Regions from separate parts of the Anser cygnoides genome. Here region 2 is linked to region 1. The links are chromatin contacts, called in public Hi-C maps. All regions are on one chromosome and are shown on one strand. The core of a region is the stretch at or near the end of the contact, and the rest is flanking DNA. Distances in the headings are between cores, read along the strand shown.

What was found. A called contact is a pair of places that touch in the nucleus more often than the background predicts.
Region 2: a contact with region 1 is called in a Hi-C map of liver, with 11 times the contacts expected there. The contact joins two enhancer-like sites. A contact is called at or near these places in 3 of 7 Hi-C or Micro-C datasets (all in liver).

What each region holds. Positions count from the first base shown.
Region 1 is chr27:1,131,317-1,134,415 of Taihu_goose_T2T_genome, forward strand. All of the region lies in intron 2 of GNG7 (G protein subunit gamma 7), which reads left to right. Among named protein-coding and RNA genes, the nearest start is that of GNG7, 19 kb to the left of the region's middle. Within about 2 kb of position 1,560, at least 2 of the 3 cell types and tissues checked have open chromatin away from gene starts, as enhancers often do. A contact at or near this core is called in liver, where this site is marked.
Region 2 is chr27:1,168,437-1,171,570 of Taihu_goose_T2T_genome, forward strand. All of the region lies in intron 2 of GNG7 (G protein subunit gamma 7), which reads left to right. Among named protein-coding and RNA genes, the nearest start is that of GADD45B, 19 kb to the right of the region's middle. Within about 2 kb of position 1,670, at least 1 of the 3 cell types and tissues checked has open chromatin away from gene starts, as enhancers often do. A contact at or near this core is called in liver, where this site is marked.

The DNA.
Region 1 (3,099 bases), core at 310-2,809:
TTCGAGCCTGGGCTGAGCACCTTTACCCCAAGTAACGCGTTCCTTTCCCTCTAACTTCACCGAGACGTCGGTCCTGGGGGAACCTGAAGCGCCGCTGTGGGTCTGCAACCTGCTTGCCCGGGCGAGACGCGCCGCGCCGCGTGGCAGGTGCCGACCTCGTGCGATTGCAGCGTGGCTGTGAATCACGGTCCCGTGCCGGTGCTGCTCGGTGCCCCTTGGTTACCCGCCGGTCAGCGGTACCTGCCTGGAATGCTTTAGTTTGGCCCATGGGTACGGCATGTAACAGTTCCCAAGTTCCTCGACGAGGGGATCAGTCAGACGCCTCGGAAGGAGCCTTTGGCCATTTGGCAGCTTCTGATTTTCCATGAGCTGTTCCGCGTTGCCCAACCGTGCTGCACGGGGGCGCGGGCACCAACACGGCGCTGGCACCAACACGGCGCGGGCACGCCGCTCTCACCAGGGCAGGGCTCGGCGGCTGTTCTGCACCAACAGCCTGCCGGTGGCTCTGGGCTTCCTAAAACCCGCGTCTCTTCACTGAACGAGCAGGCTGGAGCTAAGGAGCCGAAAGTCACAGCCAGCGCAAATGCAGTTTTCTCTTATTCTCACGTTGGAATCCCAAATCGTGTTATCGGGAACATTGCATGTTGACCTTTATTTGCAGAGGTGACTGGGCTGGTGCCTCGTTCACCTTGTGCATGCAGTGTCTTTGATTTTTACCCTCTGTCACATATTCAAGCGTTCTTTAAAAGTCGTAAAGACTGCTCATACAGCAGGCTCTTCCTGCAGAAAGACTCCGTGAGTCTCGTGTCGCGTGTTCCCTCTAATCTTTTCATAGCACTCTTTATTAGTGGCAGTAGGAATAGCTGACAGCATCGGCCGCCTGCCTGCTCTGCGATCCGCCGGATCTTGGAGCGTCCGAAGGAAGGAAAGCGAGTTCCTCCTGCCGGGGAGCTGGAAGATGGTGGTGGAAAGGCTCTGCAGCGACTGCCTCCCACGGGGTTCCTGGCACCGCAGGCTTGCTGGTGGGCTGGAAGGGATGATCTGTCTTCCCTCCAGCTTTGCACCGGCTTTGAGGGAACGTTGGCAGCTGCAGGCTTTGCCTCGGGAGATGCCTTGCATTACCAACTGTTGCCGCTTCCAGGCAGTTCGGAAAGGAATTCCCCTCCTTGCTGCTCCCACCCACTGCAAGGTATCTTTGATAGCGCTGGCACTTGTGGTGCAAGCAGCTCGCCTGCGTGCAGGGCGGGCGTGAGCAAGGGATCCTGGCCCAAAACGTAAACAGGGCATGGGTCAAGAAGGACCAAAACCGACAAGTGTTCTTTCCCCAGACCTGTTGGTGTGACGAATGCCTGCGACAGGTTTCTAACGAGGATGGCAGAGCCCCTCTGACTCTCGCACGGCGATGTTCAGGTCCTTTGTTCGGGCAAGCGCTGCCGTGCAATATCCGCTCGAAGGAAATTGCAGCCTGCTTATCGCCTGCGTAGGAAATGGTACAAGTGGGAGATAGGGGAGTGCCTGCCGCGCGGCTGGCTGTGCCCCGGGAGCTGTGCGCTGAGCAGCGAACGCCGTACGCGGCGTACCGGGGGCCGGCTGACTTACTGGAGACCTTTGGCCAGCTGGGAAGTCGCTGGCCGGTGCCGCCAGATGAATGAAAGCCAGAGCTGGTCCTGCCAGTTCACCTTCTTGGCTCCGGCGGTCTTGTTTTCGATGTCAGTAAGCAGGAGCGTGTGGTCACGCTTCGCTCAGCTGGGTCACGCTGCGGGATATCGTGTTCTGTACCTTTGCACTGGGAGAAGCATGTAAGGAAGGAGGGGGCAGAGTTTATTCCAGCACGCTGAGGTCAGGCTTGTTTTCCCTCTCTGAGCAAGAACAGACCAGCCCCTGGAGTCAGCTTCTGCAAGCCTGTAAACAAAAGGCTCATTTCTGCGGAAAGCCGAAGATGGTGTTGTGTTCCTCTGGAAAGTTTTCTTGGCCTGCTTTTTTTCCCTGCTGCGAACTGTGCCCGGTGCATTAACCTTCGGTTCAAAGGTCTGCGCAGGGGGAAACGCTGCTGCAGTTCATCAGGCCGAGCTCGGGGGTGTCTGCAGGGCTGGCACCGACTGCAGAACGGCCGAGGGGGACGAGTGGGTGACCCCCGGGAGGCTTTGCGAGGGCCACGGGGCAGTGCTGCAGAGATGAGAGGGGCTCTCTGGGGTGGGGAGGTTCAATGTCAGAACCGCAGGTGCCTCGCAGGGGGTTGCTGCCCTCACCCCTTGTTCCTCTGGGAGCTGCTCAGGGCCTGCCCTCGACAGCAGTCCCGAACGGCAGCGCTCGCAGAAAACCCCAACAGCGCTTAAAATGGTGACCGGTTGCAAGAGGGATCTGAAACGCTGCGGCGGCTGCTGTGACAGCGCTGAGCTGGACGTGGCCGCCCAGGGATCCCCGCGCTGCTTTTAAAACAGGAGGAAAGAAAGGGCAGTCAGAAAGGCAGGTGCATCGACAAAGTTCAAGGGGGAGCAGTGCAAATAATGGTGTTTGTAACGTCATTTCAGGCGTTCGCTTAGGTAGGTGTAGCTTCAAGACTTCATTTAGTATAGATGAGGGTTCTCTTTTATTTCCCCCCCCCCCCCCGTCAAACTGGTGTGAGTTATTCGGCCGTGCTGTGACTCTCAAAGGAGAAAATCCCCGTACTGGGTGTTGCCTCTTGTGATTGCTGTCAGCAGAGCTCAGTTTAGTCAAAAGGTAGGTTTGGGTTTTGGGTGGCTCCTCTTTGGCCGCGGCTTCGAGCTCTCCCCTGCAGCTCGGAGGCGGCAGCTGATTCCCGCAGCAGCTCGGCATTTATCACCTCTTCGAGAGCACCAGAGACACTTGAACAACTGCACATACTTCACGGGGCCAAGCTGCTTGCTATTTCAATCTGTTTGCAATTTAGAAGCAGTAATTATTTTTTCATGCTGTAAAATCACGTATAGCTGGAAGAGCTGGGAGGCAGCGAGCGGGGGCTACAGCTGAGCGCTGGCGCCGTGCAGCCCGTGATTTACGGGGGCAAGTTCATCTCTCAGAGCAATTAGCAGGAGGCAGCAGGCTATGGGGAAAGCAGCCTTCCGTACAAAAGGCACG
Region 2 (3,134 bases), core at 420-2,919, 37 kb after region 1:
CAGAAGCAGGAACCGCCGGGCGGCTTTGCGCTGGGTTACCAGCGCCGGGCTCCCCTCGTCCCAGGGCAGGCAGGAGCGCTCCTCCTGCTGCTCCCAGCTCGGGGGGGTGGGTTTGGGGAGCAGCCCCAGGGAGCCTTCGGGCAGCTTCTGAGCTGCCCCCGGGCCGTTGTGTGCCCACCCGTGGGTGTGCTGGGGGACCGGGTCCTGCAGGGGGGCTGCAGGGGCTGCATGGAAGCGTGGGCGCTGCTGCCTCGCTTTTCCTGCTGAAGCTGAGTGGTTCAGGGCGATGCTCCTTGATTTGGGGGCGCAGAGCCGTTCGTTAGCTGCTTGAGTACTCGGTGCATCCCTTCCAGCTTGTTTCTCAGACAGATCCTGGACGTCGAGTCCCGCTGAGGGAATCTTCCCGTGTCGCACTCTCGAGCGCCGTGCGTTAAATGCCCCGGGTTGTGCCGTGCCTGCAGCCCCGCAAGCCTCTCCTCTGCTGCTGCCCTGTGCTCTGTGTGCACGGTGGGCTGCCCTCAGGCCACCAGGCGCTATAAAACCCGCATCGCTGTGGCGCAGATGGCTCTCTGCACCTCTTTGGGGCTGCGGGGTTGCTGCCACCGCTCAGCGACACGGGGACCCTTCACAGCGCGTGCGCACACGTGCGCTTCGCTGCAGCAAAACGCCGCTGGAGCTCGTGGGCATTTCTCCGAAAGCTTTGGTTTTTGGTCAAACCACACTCCAGGAGCACGTTCTCTGCCCCTGAGCATCTCTCCGGCTCCCTTCCTCAGCAGGGGCTTGCAGCCCACCCCGGTAGCTTGTCCCCCCGGCTCCTGGTGGGGAGGATGCCCAGAGGACGCCCAGCCAAGCCCGGCTACGGGCACAGGAGCTGCTGGAGGCGCTGGGCATCGGGAGGCGCGTTCTTCAGATGCTTCTCCTCGGGGACTTCCATCGCCAGCGACCTCGCAGCTGTTTTTATCTGGAGGGGGGAGACAAGAGCAGCATAACTGCAGCAGTTACTCAGATGTTCGCCTGCTTATTTAGCCTGTTAGGAGTGGCCGCTTCCAGCTATGAGAAGTATGGGAAGAATTCCGAAACGAGAGGGATCAGTGCATATTTATTTCCTAGCGTAATACTTCCTGCCATTAGGCCGGAGAGGCGGCGGGTGGGAGCGTGCAGGTGGCACCGGCTGCATAAAAGAGAAAGGGCTTTGCTCGAGTGGCGCGCTGTGCGCGGCGTAAACGATGAACAGCGCCGGGTGTCAGCCTGGCGGGGCGGCCCGGCACGTCTCGCAGCTCCAAGGCATGTTGCGGCAAGCCTGGCCGCTCGGCACGCTGCGGTTGTGCCGCCTCCACGGGCGGCAGTTTCGCCCTCGTCCCCCCGAGCCCCGGCGGGATATTTCGGGGCAGGGCGATGCGGGGCCGGTGGTCCCCGCGGTGCCCTCGCCAGGACGGAGCGGGGTCCAGGCTGAGCCTTCCCACGCCGGGAGGCGGAGGAGAGGACCGAGGGGGGCAAAACCCTGCGTGGAGCCCGGCCGGGAGGCTCAGCTGGAGGCGGCCGCTGCGCCGGGAGCTGCTGCTGAGTCACGGCTCCTCCACGGGCGGCTGCTGCACGCGGCTGACTCAGGGGCTGCGATGGCTCCGCGGGGCTGTTTGCACTGCAGCAGCCAAAATCGCGCTGCCTTCGTGATCCGCCTGGTACACGGCGAGCCAGCTGATGCAAAAACGCCTCCCGTGCCCGCCTGCATTGACGTCAGGGGGCTGCGCGGAGCCGGTGCTGGGGGGGGCAGGCACAGGGCAGCCCCGCGTGAATGCCCTCCGAGCGCCCACCGCGGTGGAAGCGGCAGGGTACTGGCAGTACCAGAAGCACCCTGCTTGTAAACGGTGCAAACCCTTTTTGCTGAAAACGTGAGGAATGCGGACGTGAGGCCTCTGCTTCTGTCACTCGTGCTGGGATCCTTTCAGTTCTTCTGTTTAATAACGAAACCCGACCTCCTGGGGCATGCCGTGATTTTCCCTCGAGGCAAAGTCTGAGCTGGTGCTGGGCACCGCTAGGAGCGTCCCCGCGTGCTTTCGGTTCGTAACACGCACAGCAGTTTGAAACAGCAAATCCTGATCTTCCCAGAACTTGTCCTGACTTCACTGCTGGGACTCTGTCCTCCGCTGCTCTTCCCAAAAATAGGCAGAAGCTCATGGGGCGCTTGCGCCGCAGCCAACTCGTAACTCGGGACTCGGTTGCTTCATTCCCGGGGCTGCTCTGTCCCTTGCCGTGCTCCCGGCTGGCTCCCTGCCTGCGTGCTGCAAGACCTCGAAACCTTTCATCGCTGCCTCTCGTCGGCCTAGACCTTGAAACGCCACTGGATAGCAGCGTGGCAATGTTCGCGCGTTCTCCTGATTTTCACCTCCCCCTGTAGGTCCTTGCGGCGTTTCGCTCGCCGCAGCGGCGGTTTTCCTGCGCCGCCCTAGAGCCGTGGAGGTGCGGAGCCTCGCTGCAGCTCCCTGAGTGCCTCCACAGCCCGGGTTCAGCCCTGCGGCGAGCCCGGACAGAGGAGCAGGGAAGCGGGAAGGCAGCCGGCGTGTCGCAAGGACCGCGGTGACTTGGGCCCCGCTGGAATTGCTTACACAGCCTGAACAACTCCTGAGTTAACGCTGCGCTAAGGCAATGGAGGGGTGTCCGAAAACGCGGCTGTGCTCCCCGGGCAGCGCTGCCCTTCCCGGGAGTGCTGCACTGGAGCCGGGGCAGGCGGGTTGGCCACGGGGGCAGAAGGTGCCCGGCAGCAGAGGGGCACGGGAGGATTGATCTCCTGCTGAGCGCTCTCCGTCGGCCTGACGCAGCCAAACCCGTGGCGTTACCGCTCTGCGGAGTCACAACGAGTGCTGGGAGGGGAGAAGCCTGCCCCGGGCAGGTGCTGCTGCTCTCTGCGGCCGTGCAGAAACACCGAAGCGTCCTCCCCTCTTGCAGGAAGGAAGCCGGGGTGTGTGCGTGTGTTTATCTGCCGCCGGGCGATGTGATGGGGGCAGGAGGACGTGCACGAGACCTGGCTGTCCCCACCGTCCCGTGCTTCCCCTGCAGGCACCCCCCTGTCCTTCTCCAGGCGCAGATTTATTGAAAACATGAAGCTCGGAAGGGGGGTGCCCTCGCTGTGTCCCGCG